Linked DNA regions of Gossypium hirsutum: region 2 is linked to region 1. The links are chromatin contacts, called in public Hi-C maps. All regions are on one chromosome and are shown on one strand. The core of a region is the stretch at or near the end of the contact, and the rest is flanking DNA. Distances in the headings are between cores, read along the strand shown.

Region 1 (6,315 bases), core at 3,267-5,766:
TATTCCAATGAAGAATATGAGACAATAATTAAAGAATTCTCCTAATCAGAGCCGAATTGGACCTTCCTATAAGACTCCCTTGGATGGTCGTAACCACCTCAAGACTACCAATCTGGATCAGCACATTACCAAAACCTTGATCAATTAAGATGTCTAATCCATCCAATATGCCTCACAATTCAACTTCGAACATGAACAGCTCCCCAAGAACCAATTAAAACCAATTATCCACTCTCCATTTTTGTATCTCACAACTCCTCATGCTGCCACAGAACCATCATCAAGCCTAACGGAACCGTAGTAGACCTAACTCCTAGATGAGTTAGAGCATAAAATCAGATCCTGAACAGTACTCGATGGACTCTTACCAGACATCAAGAATTGTTTGGACCAACTATACGAGACCTTCATAGTATCATTACTGCTCCAGGTCGCTCCCTGAAAGATAAAAAGATTGGGATTCTTCCAAATACGCCAGATGATAATCCCAAAAAGACATTCCCAACTTACCTCTCCAAAGCAAATGTCATATTGGTTCTGTAGATTTGAGACGAGCCATTCCTATAGATTACCAGAGTAAAACCTGAGACATCCGATAGTAGGAATTAAAAGGTTCTGAATATTTATTGCTGCAGGACAATCCCTTATGGCATGTAACACATCTTCAAATATATGACCACAAACTCCACATGTCAAACTATGATCCAAGCCCCGACGAACACTTTCTATGTTGGTGATTAATCTCTGCTTGAATACAGACCAAACAAAAAATTTAACCCTTTAGGGGCCTTTGAACTTCCAAGGGATCTTCCAAACATCTTCCTTCGATTTTCATGAACGTTCCCGAAGTTTCTCATAGGCACTTTTAACAGAAAAGGAACTTGTCATCATTTCCCCTAGATTATCCTATCAACTCCTGCTGCTGAATGTGGTGGGGGTATCCCAATAAGCTTTCGAATGATTGTCTCATGCAACCATATCTAAAATAAATCAAGGTTTCAAGTACCATCTGTTGCAACCATATCACTAAGAAAATAGTGCAAATCCAAACTAGAATGTCTGAGAATCATATTAACGAGAGGCCATACATTTGGAATCCAAGGATCACGCCAACACTTGATATTTCACCATCCCCTACTAACCAAAGCAGAATCTCTCGAATAAGTCGCCAAACCTTAGTAAGGGTTCTCCACAGGAAAAAGTTTCTACTACGAGATAAAGTTTCTAAAATACCAAAAGCCACCCTATACTTCGCTCGAAGCACCTATACCCAGAGAGCTTTAGAATCAGCCACAAGTTTAAATCTCAACTTCATCATAAAGGAAGTTTTATGATCTTGCAACTTTCAAAAATCGATACTGCCATGTTCTTGAGGCCAACACACATCCTACCAACCAACCAAAGCCACTTTCTTACCTCTATTCGAGGATCTTCAAACAAACTAATGCACCATACGTTCGATTTCCTCACAAAGATCCTTGGAAATCAGCATTGACTGCATGAAATAACTAGGAATCGCCAGTAGAATCAATTGAGCCAAGGTGACCCTACCAATAAGAGAAATAACCTTGCATCCCAACCCTACAATTTACTTTGAACCTTGCCCACCACAAAATGAAAAGAGCTATTGGGTACTCTACCATGAAATAGGGGTACTCCCAGATAGTTCTAAAGACTACGTACTCTGCGAAATCCAAGAATACGACACAAGTTACCTCCTAAAGCATCATATACACCTTTTGAGAAACAAACATTCGTTTTATGTGCATTAATCTTGTACCTTGAATACTCACATAAACTATCTAACATTTCATTTCATTCAAGACTGTATCTTGATCCTCTTTAGATTGACCAAACAGAATTGGGTCATCTACAAAAAAAAAAGTGAGACAGGGGAGGGCCCGATCAAGGTAGACAAATAGGTCTCTAATGTCTAGAATTAATATTAGATTGGACACTATGGCCAAGCCATTCCATGCATAGAACAAAGATATAGGGGGATAGTAGGCACTCTTGACGGACCCCCTAGTCAACTAAAATTTCTAAGTTGGTGTTCTATTCTACAAAATCCGCATAGTGGAGTTAGAGATAGAAAACATAATTACATTACAAAGGTAATTCGAAATACCTATAGCTTGGAGAGATTCACTAATAAACTCCTAACACACTCGATTATAAGCCTTCTCAAGATCAATCTTGATGGCCAACCAGCTCCTAGTCTTCTTCTTGATTTTCATGGAATGAAACACTTCCTAAGCAATAATAATATTATTCATTATGCTTTTTCTCGTAATAAACTCAGTCTGCTCTTGGCCAATTATTCTTGGGAACACTAGCTTAAACCAATTAGCAATGATTTTCATTACCCACTTGTAGAGAACCGAGTGCATACTAATCAATCAAAATTGAGAGAAACAATTTGGATTCGAAACCTTAGGGATGAAAACTATTAAGGTATTGTTCAGCTACGGATCATTTTTTTCTCTGTTAAAAATATTCTTGACCTAGGTACAAACCAAATCCCCAAGACGATTCCATTGACTTTGAAAAAAAAGCCATGAAATTTGTCACTCCCGACGCCTTCAAAAGACTCATATTAAACATGGCAGACTTTATCTCCTTGTTGGGGACTGGTTTGCTCAAAAACTGGATCTCACTATCTTCAAGCTTCGGAAATGAACTAGTGGGAAGTCCCCTCATCGTCCCGGGTCCTCACCATACAAATTCTTGAAGAATTGAATCACCTCCTGACATAGTTCCTCCTCATCAAAAGTCCACTCCCCCTTCACATTTTTTAAAGCCATGGTCCAATTCTACTTTCTCCTTTTCAGGGTGCACCTATGGAAAAATTTTGCATTGCGATCTCCCAAAGAAAGCCAGTCACACTTTGCCTTTTGTTTCCAAACAAGTTCCTTATGATACAAGACATGTCCAATTCTGACTAAAATAAATTATCAGACTATGAATAATCCATACCTCTCTTAATTGTATCGAGTTTTTGAAACAGTCTTTTTTTACGTAACCCATTATGGTCATACATCTTCTTATTCCAATCCTTAAGCTAACTTGTGAAATTAGAAAGCGAATTGGATATAGAACCAACAAAATTTCAATTTTTGTTAACGAAGTCAAAAAAAACTCTACATGCTCAACCTATCCTGCCAAAAAATGAAATAGACGACCCAAAGACGAATGAAGCATAGTTCGTAATGATAGAAGAATAAGCTCATGATTAGACTTGAGTCTAGGGAGATAGGTCACAGAATAGTTTCGGAACAACACAAACCACGCATCATTCCCAATAGTTTTGTCAAGACGCTTCGAAACTCCACCCCTTTGCCACGTAAAAGGAGCACCTCTGAAACCAAATCATGTACCAAAGAAGAGTCTATAAAGTCTTCAAAAAATGGACATATTTTTCCATTGAATCATCCATCCCTCTTCTCATTAGAGGTTAAAATTGCATTAAAATCTCTTATTGCCACCCAAATCAAAACAAATTGGGGATGACTCCAAATAATATCAACCTGTATCAAATCTTTCCATCCAACCCAAATACCCCTAGAAAAGCCAATTGCTTCCACTCGATGAGAATACTGAAAGCCAAGACTTTGCGACAATCAAATCATCTTTGTCACCGCTAACTTTAGTTTTTAAAAGGCCAACAATATTTGATTTATATTCCTAATTATACTCACAAAAGATCCTCGAAAACTTGCTACTCGCACACCCTTGACAATTCCATAAAAAATGGATAAATTCATAAAAATAAAATAGAAAAAAGAGGGTAACTTACCATATCTCTTGGCTAGCATGTGCCTTCATTGAGTTTCTCATCGTTGTTCAAGTTCCTCATCTTAGCCTTGTTATTAATTTGTGAGTTGATGAGTTTGGCCATGGAATTCATTGTATCTGACAACGAAACCCTTACACTCCTAGAATTTTTAAATCACCTCCCTCATTCTCGAATTATCTTACTAATAGCACCACCACTTCAGAAAATACCCCCTTAATTCCTGATCCCCTCCCTTTCGAAACTGGGATCCCTTTACCTTTCCCAACCAAAATATCAACTTCAATAGGATTGACATTATTGAGTTTCACATTTTCCTCAAAGGTAATAGCCGAGTGTCTTCTAGAATCAAGTAGCTCATTATTAAGTTCTACTATCGATTCCACTGGGCTATCAAAAGTTGGATTAAAGTTATCGTTCCCAAAGGGATTGGCGTTCCTTCGTAATTAACTCTCTTAAAAGGGGATTAAACTTTAAATTTCCTCCTACACTATCGTGGAATTACCCAAATTAATTGGAACCTCTAAGGCCCTATTTCCTTGAGTTGATAAAACAGGCCCAATAGACTTGGCACTTTCAGCATTCCCAAATGCCGTATTCCCAAAACCTGGTGGGTCCACCATCATCCCATTTTATTTGCCCAATTTAGTTAAAGCAGGCTCACTATACACCAAGCCCTCGTTTCATTTAAAGAATCCAACCCAACCACAGTATTTCGTCCCAAAACATTGAAACTAATTGTTTTTTTTTTTACACTAACCCATTATTTTTCTTTACCCAAGATAGACTCCCTTGATTCTTGATTGTTAGAAAATCCCCCTTTTGAAACCTTATCCCCAAAAAAATCGCCTCCATCGCACCATCTCGGCAATTCTCATTCCAGGCAAATTTGAGGAGTTATTCACGGTCAGTTTCGTCTCTAAACCTTGCTGAGCCTTAGAGCTTCACCGTGACTTCCTCTCAACAATCATCCAAGGCCCAAACAAATCCAACGGCTCCACCACCTTGTCTACCTCCAGTAAGTCTTCCATCGCTTAACTTTTACCCATAACAACATCCTTTGAAGTCCCCACACCCAAGCACATTTCTTTTGAATGGCTAAACCTTTTACAAGAGAAACAAATGAATGGAAGCAATTCAAACTCCACCCTCTGCACTGCCCCGTTAACCAGGATCTGAGAGACTAGAGGTTTCCTCTAATTGATACACACAACCATCCTGGCAAATTTCCCTCTCGACCCCTTGTCCGTCTGAAAGTCAAGCTTGGTAACCGTACCTATCAGACGCTCTATTTTCTCCAAGATTTGGCGCTTATAGAGGAAGCCCAAAAGACCAAGCAATTTGACCCAAACCATAGTATTTCTAGGGAAAGCTTGAAGAGGGTTAAACTCTGGTGTCCATGGTTAAACCGTGAGATACTAACCGAGCACAATCTATGGCCCCTGGGTAAGCACTTTCTCATAATCGTCTCAACTCTGAAACTTAACCAGAAAATATCTATTTTCCACACCCATTAGGTGAAACTGTTGGGAAGGCTTCCTAAGGCTATGAATCCTATTCTGCAGTATAATATATGATAAATTTCGACCAAGTAGCTTTACCACCACCGTAGTCACCAGATCTCTAATAAGAATTTGTTGAACCCTCTCGGAGAAACTAATAGCACGTATACCATTAACCATAGTTCTCACCACGTCTCCATCTAAAAGCTCAAAGTCCTCATCCCTACCAGAGTTAGGAGGCCCTTGGCCCAAGACTTTATCCCTCCATGAGATTTCTGGCATTAGGATTGAGTCTACAACCATATCATTTTCCGAATCAAAATCCAAACCCTTAAAGCGGACCTTTTTAGTGTTTCGATCTCCAATCATGTTTTCACCTCCGTCGTCCTCAACCATCTCTACAATTGACTAATTGTAATTTTAAAACATTAATATCATACAAAACGGTAATCCATTAAATAAAAACAACTTATTTTTATTTTCGTATGTGTTTTAGTAAATAATAACATAGCATTACTTATATAGTTTTTTGTCACATGTTATTACGTGATTGGATGATGTGATTATTGATTATAGTTGGATATTAACAAATCCTTAAATTATTGATAAAATGTTAAAATTATTAGGAAAACGATAAAGGAATTTCATAAGTTTTTGTTAGTGAAGCTGATTGTAGAAATTCCCAATTTGGATACCATTTCTTTAAAGGAAAATTAGATATAAAGATTGGAAGGTGACAGTAAAGGGTAATTTCTATATTAAGCCCCCCGAAAATATCGAAGGTAAAAAACTAAGAACTCAACAACTGCGACCAAACTGGGAAATGAAATGAGAAGTAGAAAAGCCATAAAAACAAACAATGAGAACAGATATTACCAACATATTACCAGAAGAGTGTATTTCTTACATCCTTTCCTTGACATCCCCAACCGATGTTTGCCGATCAAAGCTTGTCTCTCCGGTCTTCAGATCGGCAGCTGATTCTGATACCATTTGGGGAAAATTTCTTCCCTCTGATTG
Region 2 (6,604 bases), core at 2,330-4,829, 180 kb before region 1:
TGAGTTTGAGTTGATTTATGATGATATTAACATATTTTATATTTACCTAAATTCGATTCAACTTGATATATGAGCCTAAAATTTTGTCCAAATCTATTCATATCTATAAATAGCTAACCTGAACCCATTTTATACTCACCTATATTATTTTTAATTTAATATTTAATAATTTTATATATTTTTTTATTTATTAAAATTTTACATATAGTCACCTTAACAATTTTTAATGTTTAGATCATAGTATTAATATTATATACTACTATAGATTTAATTTTTACGTGTTATAAATTACATAATATGTAAAATAACAACATAAAATAATATAGACTTAAAAATGAGTTAGGCTAGACTCGAACATTGAATGTTTAAATCTGAGGCCAACCTATATTTTAAACACACATTTTTCAAGTCTAATACTTTTGTTCAAACCTTCCTAAATTTCAGTCAGACCTTCGGATTTAGACGAATAACCTGATTTATGAACAAGTTTTGAAGTTATTGTATTTTTTTTATTTAAAAATTTTGATCCCATTTGTTGGCATTATGGACATGACAACTAAAAAAAAGGTAATATAATTTTTTTAGTCCTTTCACATTTACAATTTTATGCTATTTTGATCCTTACCCTTTAAAATGTATATATATAAAAAATCATATTTTCAATAAAATCTTAAAAAATTGCAAATTCTTTTTTAAAAAAATCCAAAAGTTAAGAAAATAACTTTTTAAAAAAAATATTTATTTAAAATTTTAAAAATATAAAACTTTCAAAATTAAAATTTTTTTGGTGAAATACAAGGGGAAGGCAAAGCCCTAACAACAACGCGATTAAAGCAACTCAAACCCAAGCCACACTTGGAACAGTGAATACCCTTGCCATCAAGTCAACAAACAAGGTTCATTCCATTTACTACTTGAATGGTAATAAGATTTCATCAATGTGTGAGTTATTCATTCCATCTATATTAAATTAGTTTTGAATAAGTATTTTTTTACTTGAATCGATTCAAAGTTTGTATCAATATTTAAGAATTTTTTATACTAATATGCTATATATAGATTTATAAATAAAATTAAACAAAAATATTTTAATATATAATTAATTCAAATTAAATTAAAAACTATTTATTCAATTTTTTTTAATATTGACTGAATAAATCTTTTTTTTACTTGAATCGATTCAAAGTTTGTATCAATATTTAAGAATTTTCATACTAATATGCTATATATAGATTTATAAATAAAATTAAATAAAAATATTTTAATATATAATTAATTCAAATTAAATTAAAAACTATTTATTCAATTTTTTTTAATATTGACTGAATAAATAAATCAAACTTTAGATAGGCCTTTACCATTGATGGAGTAAATAATGTAATCTTTGAATTCTTGAAAGTTTTGTTATGATTTTTTTTTATAATTTTTTAAAAATTTAAAATAATTTTACTTTAAAATTTAAAAAGTTTTTATTCTTTTTTTTAAATTATAATTTTAAAATTTTTATTGGAAATACAAAATAAATATTTTTTTATGTACTTTTAAAAGTAAAATAAACCGTAAAACTCTGGAAGCTAAAAAGTTATTATATCTTTTTTATTGTTACCACTTGTTATGGGAATTGGATGGGAATTAAGATTTTTTTCTAACAATTTTATTGTAAGTCCTAATCATATATATTTTTTTGAGACAATACTTAAAACTATCCATAATTCTTCCCTAATTTGTAAATAAGAGGATAATAGATTTTAATGTACTTAAACTTACATCTTACTGCATTAACAATAATGCCTATGTATTCTTTAATATTTAAATAAACAAAAATTTTTAATATTTAAAAATTAAAGTATGTATTCTTTATTAAGATATATCAAAATAAAGATTTCTAAATAAACAAAAATAAAAAGATTTTTTAATATTTAAAAATTAAAGTATGTATTCTTTATTAAGATATATCAAAATACAGCATCATGTCTATTTAACCATTATGGCCCAAGAGCTATAATTAAATTCTTTAAATTGAACATTGATGAACATATTCAATGATTCCAATTAATCTATCTTTCCTTCTTTTCATTGATGCATTCCAACAAAGACAGATCAAACAGGTAAATGCACAAACGCAATACGTGAAAATGAAGGCAGTCAATACCAAATCTCATAAAAAAATAGAATCAAAAGCTCAAATTCAGAATAGGATCAACAAACCCAAACAAAAGCACCCTCTAAATCAAAACTAAGCCCAGAATAAACACGTGGCGATACAGTCAGCCGGTCAACAAATGCCAAACAACAAAAAGGATCGGGAATCAGCAAACGTATTTAAATCATTAAATCATTAATAAAATCAATCCGTAGAATAGGTTCATTCCAATTTATTATTATTTTTGAAAGCAAACCGATCAATATAAACGAAGATTCAGATCCCAAATCGTTGCCAAAGGGGAAAAAAGAATTCTTACTGAATCCATTGTCAACGAGGTAATTGAAGGTGTGGCCATCGCAATTATAAGTAAACCTGTTGCTGGAGGCAGGGAGCTTCTGGAGACATTGAGCGGCGATGGTGTTGAAATTACCGGAGAACTCGGTGTACTCGGCGAGGATCACCGTGCCTCGAGCCACAAAGCTGTAGATCAACGACTGTTGTCCCATCTCTCAAAACCCTAACCCTAAAATTTTCTCAACCAAAAATTCAATTGTTACAAAAAAAAAAATGGAAGGGAAAAAATAAGATAGCAGCTGAGGGATTATGGGATCGGAGAAGAAAATAGGAAAATGAAGAAATGCTACATTTATGCTAAATGGAATTATATTTATGTATAATATTTATTCAGATCAAGGAGAGGAGCTAGGCGACTAAAAGGGAGAAGTAATTTTCTCATAATTATTTGTGTCTGTTATAGTTACTTTTTGCATTACGTTCTACTTATATATTTAAAACATATAAATATTGATGTATTAATAATTTTAATTTATTCTTTGTTATATTATATAATTAAATTGCATTTCGAATTATTGCGCTTATATTGAAATAGAGGGAATTGTTGGTTTTTTTTCAAGATGCACTAGCATTTCATCCCCGCTACGCTGGGGTTTCAATCTTATTTATTTATTTAAATTAAAAAATAATTATTATTTAAATAATTTTTGAAATATTTATGAAAAATACTTTAAAATTTTATTAAATAATATTTAAAAAAATATTCAAGTTTTGAATAAAAAATTATTTTTATTTAAATTAATTGATAAATATATTTTATTTACAACTCTTAATTAATGTATAATAAGTTGGGCGCTCAAACTAAATATCGTAGTAAGAAAAGTGCCACCTGAATTAATATTAAAACGTAAAATTAGAATATGAAAAATACTTTTTTAAAATATTTTATTATGATTTTCAAAATTGTCAGGTCCTCTGCCTTATGGGAATGGGCTACATTTTACTGTCCCAAGGCCGGCCTCCCAAGGGTACGAACTATGAAAATAGGGACGGGCATAAAGGGCATATTCGGAATTACGTAACAAATCTTGCCGCTTTTTTTTTCCTTCAATTTCCCGCCAAAAATACAGAAGAAAAAAAAGCTCCCAAATCATTCCCTTCTTTTTTTCCCTCTCACAGTCACCGGCACTTTCACTTTGCTCCTTCCTATGGACATGGACATGGACATGGACATTCCGCTCCCTGAAGAGCTCGAGTTACTGGAAGCCAACTCCCATTTTTATGAAGAACCCTACATAGATTCTCCCCCGTCCGATCCCTCTCCTCCACAATCACCGCCCTTGAAAAACCTTGAAATCGACGGCTCAAAACGCCCTCGAAACTCCGACGCAATCGAATCTCAACCCGAGGAGAACAAGAGAACCAAAAGAATTGATATTGAGGAGGAGGAGGAGGAGGAGGAGGAAGATTGGCTACGGTACGCTCCGCCAGAGGAAACTAACGTTGAGGTTGCAGTTGAAAAGGATGAGGAAGTTTATTTGTCAAGGTTTATGTCGGCAATTAATGGCGATTGCATTCCTGTCACCGCGCCAAGTGGTGGCGAAAGAGTTTATGCGAAGATTAGCGGTGCGCAGAGGGATGAAGGATTGGAGAAATTGAATTGCAAAGAACGATCTAAAGGTAGCTTATGCAAAATTTAGGATAATTAGAAAAAAAAATGAAAATTCTCAACTATAATATATGATTTTTATGTTTATTTGAATTAATGTTTAATTTCTTTGCAGGCCTTCTTCCTGAACCAGTCAATGTTCTATTGCAAAGAGTGGAACAACAAGCTTTTGCCAAGGTACATTGCCATTTACAAAAATTGAAGGGTTTCTCCCCCTTTCTCTTTAATGCTGCAAATCTTGAATAAATTCACTAACATGTTAAAGTGGTTTTGAAAATGTTCATTTGTTTGTGTCTACATGTTATAGTATTTGTGGAATTGGAGTCTGCTATACAAAATTGTTTCCTTATATTTCAATCTTTCTAATGTGAAAGAGGAGTTGTAGCAAACAAAGTGAAGATTACATTCTTGTACAATATTATCAAATATGAAAGTCAAAACTAGGGGAAATTATAGAAGATTTAACAGTCAGCCATAATTTCTTTTCATGTCACGCTAGTGTCTAGATAGTAATAGTTTTGAATCTTTTTCTTTGATCTATGTTGTGCTCAACTAAATTGAAATTTGCCCTTGGCTTTATTAATTAGCAGTTCTAGTGGTCATATAATTTTGCTATGGAAAGAATGGTTCTTGTAATTCATTTATCGGGTGTTGAAGGCCTTGGAAGCAAGTTCTAAACATCAGAATGATATAACTATTCCCGAGACAACTATGGTCCATGAACAACTTTGGGTCGAGAAATATGCTCCAAGTTCATTCACTGAGCTCCTTAGTGATGAACAAACAAATCGTGAGGTACATACTAGTTATTTACATACGTAGTTCATGGAGACGATAATTGTTTTAAGTTTTATGTATGTATGTATATATATATCTTTAGTTATCAAGTTCTGATGGTGATCTTACTGCAGGTCCTATTGTGGTTAAAACAATGGGATTCCTGTGTTTTTGGATCCGAAATTAGGAGTACCTCAGATGAAGTTTTGTCAGCTCTCAGACGACTTTCTTCTACTCAACATAAAAAATCTTTTGATTCGGATTTTTCAAGAAAGAATAGAGGACATAGATGGATTAACGGAAATAACAACCACATTGATAATGTGGATCATGGGACCAATAATTTAAAAGGTATGCAGGACTTTTGGAACAAAAACTCAAGGCTCACTGGTCCACCAGAACAGAAGGTAAGCAATGGTATATTTGAGAGAGATCTGTCATGGTTGAGACATTTCCTTTCCTTCCTGTTAATAGATTTCCTTCAATAAGTTGAGGAGTTATAAAATCATTTCAAATTGGCACCAAAAAGAAATATCACAAGAGAAGGCTGCTCTATGACATCACGTTCTAGAAGGAGCAGTGTACGGTTTTAAGTACCTGTTCGGAAAACCAAATTGATCTGTTCCTAGTAGCTCTGGTTTACTTCTGTGTTTACTATACTTCAATATCTCTTGGTGTCAGTTGAAAGAAATTTTAGTTTTTCAATTTAGCAGCTGGTTTTGTTTGAATTCTTTGATATGTTATATGCATCACAATAAATGTAATCCGGTTTTTAACAGACTCCTTAGTTGAGAAATCATCAATTTCTTATCTTGTTTGGTGCTCTTAAATAACACAACGCATTTCTAGTAGACTAGAAAGTGTTAATTTGCTTCATCATATTTTAGTGCTAATCATCAACTTCTAAGATTGAAATCCATCATTAATTGAATCTTATGAAAATTGCAGATTCTTCTACTCTGCAGTTCCCCAGGGCTTGGAAAGACTACACTAGCGCATGTAGCTGCAAAGCATTGTGGATACCGTGTTGTGGAGGTCTTTTGTGTTTACCTTTTACTCATGCAAGGTCCCATAGGTTCATCAACATTGCAGGATATTGGCATTCAACCATTGCATTAAGCTGTTTCTGGTTGCCTCTCTTTATGTATTAAATAAGATTTACTTTGACAGAGAGGATTTAATTGGCTAAAAATGATTTTATAGAGTCATGGATGTCTTGTTAATTTTCACAAGCATTATATTTCTCAATTGATATGTCTAGAATGTTCTGTTACTTCTTGCATATTTTTGTGACAATTTTTTTGTTTAACATTTGTATTCTGCATTAATCTTTTTAAGTATTTGATAAGAGTCCTGTGTAGGTTAATGCTAGCGATGATCGATCAACATCAACAATTGAAGCAAAAATCCTTGATGTTGTTCAGATGAACTCCGTCATGGCTGATGCAAGACCCAAATGTCTGGTTGGTCATTAATTATTTCTTTTCGAAAGTCTCATAGTTTAATTTAATTTATTTGTTTATGCAAGATGATACTCAAACAAAAGCTTTTCGAGTTGTTTGTAGGTGATTGATGAAATAGATGGAGCTCTTGGTGATGGGAAGGGTGCTGTGGAGGTTATTTTGAAGATGGTATGGCACGGTTCTGATTGTTGATGTCCTGTGGTTTTTGTGAAGCATATTCCAATCATGCATCTAGTTACGGCATGCTCAATCGGT

The links. Hi-C and Micro-C count contacts between places; a contact is called where the count stands out from the background.
Region 2: a Hi-C map of hypocotyl shows a contact between it and region 1, with 1.9 times the contacts expected there. The contact joins the promoter of LOC107891949 here to the promoter of LOC107891946 in region 1. A contact is called at or near these places in 9 of 34 Hi-C or Micro-C datasets (anther, fibers, hypocotyl and 1 more).

Annotation. Positions count from the first base shown.
Region 1 is chrD09:27,038,076-27,044,390 of Gossypium_hirsutum_v2.1, reverse strand. It overlaps LOC107891946 (F-box protein PP2-B11), which reads left to right and starts at 4,516. Exons shown (of 3, transcript XM_016816874.2): 1 at 4,516-4,811. LOC121221163 (a long non-coding RNA gene) reads right to left here and starts at 4,198. Exons shown (of 2, transcript XR_005918631.1): 1 at 3,797-4,198; 2 at 1-1,870.
Region 2 is chrD09:27,218,652-27,225,255 of Gossypium_hirsutum_v2.1, reverse strand. It overlaps LOC107891949 (chromosome transmission fidelity protein 18 homolog), which reads left to right and starts at 3,579. Exons shown (of 23, transcript XM_016816878.2): 1 at 3,579-4,120; 2 at 4,225-4,286; 3 at 4,767-4,904; 4 at 5,021-5,293; 5 at 5,835-5,921; 6 at 6,248-6,349; 7 at 6,452-6,517. The coding sequence starts at 3,649. It overlaps LOC107891952 (putative vesicle-associated membrane protein 726), which reads right to left and starts at 3,046. Exons shown (of 5, transcript XM_016816883.2): 1 at 2,463-3,046. The coding sequence starts at 2,652.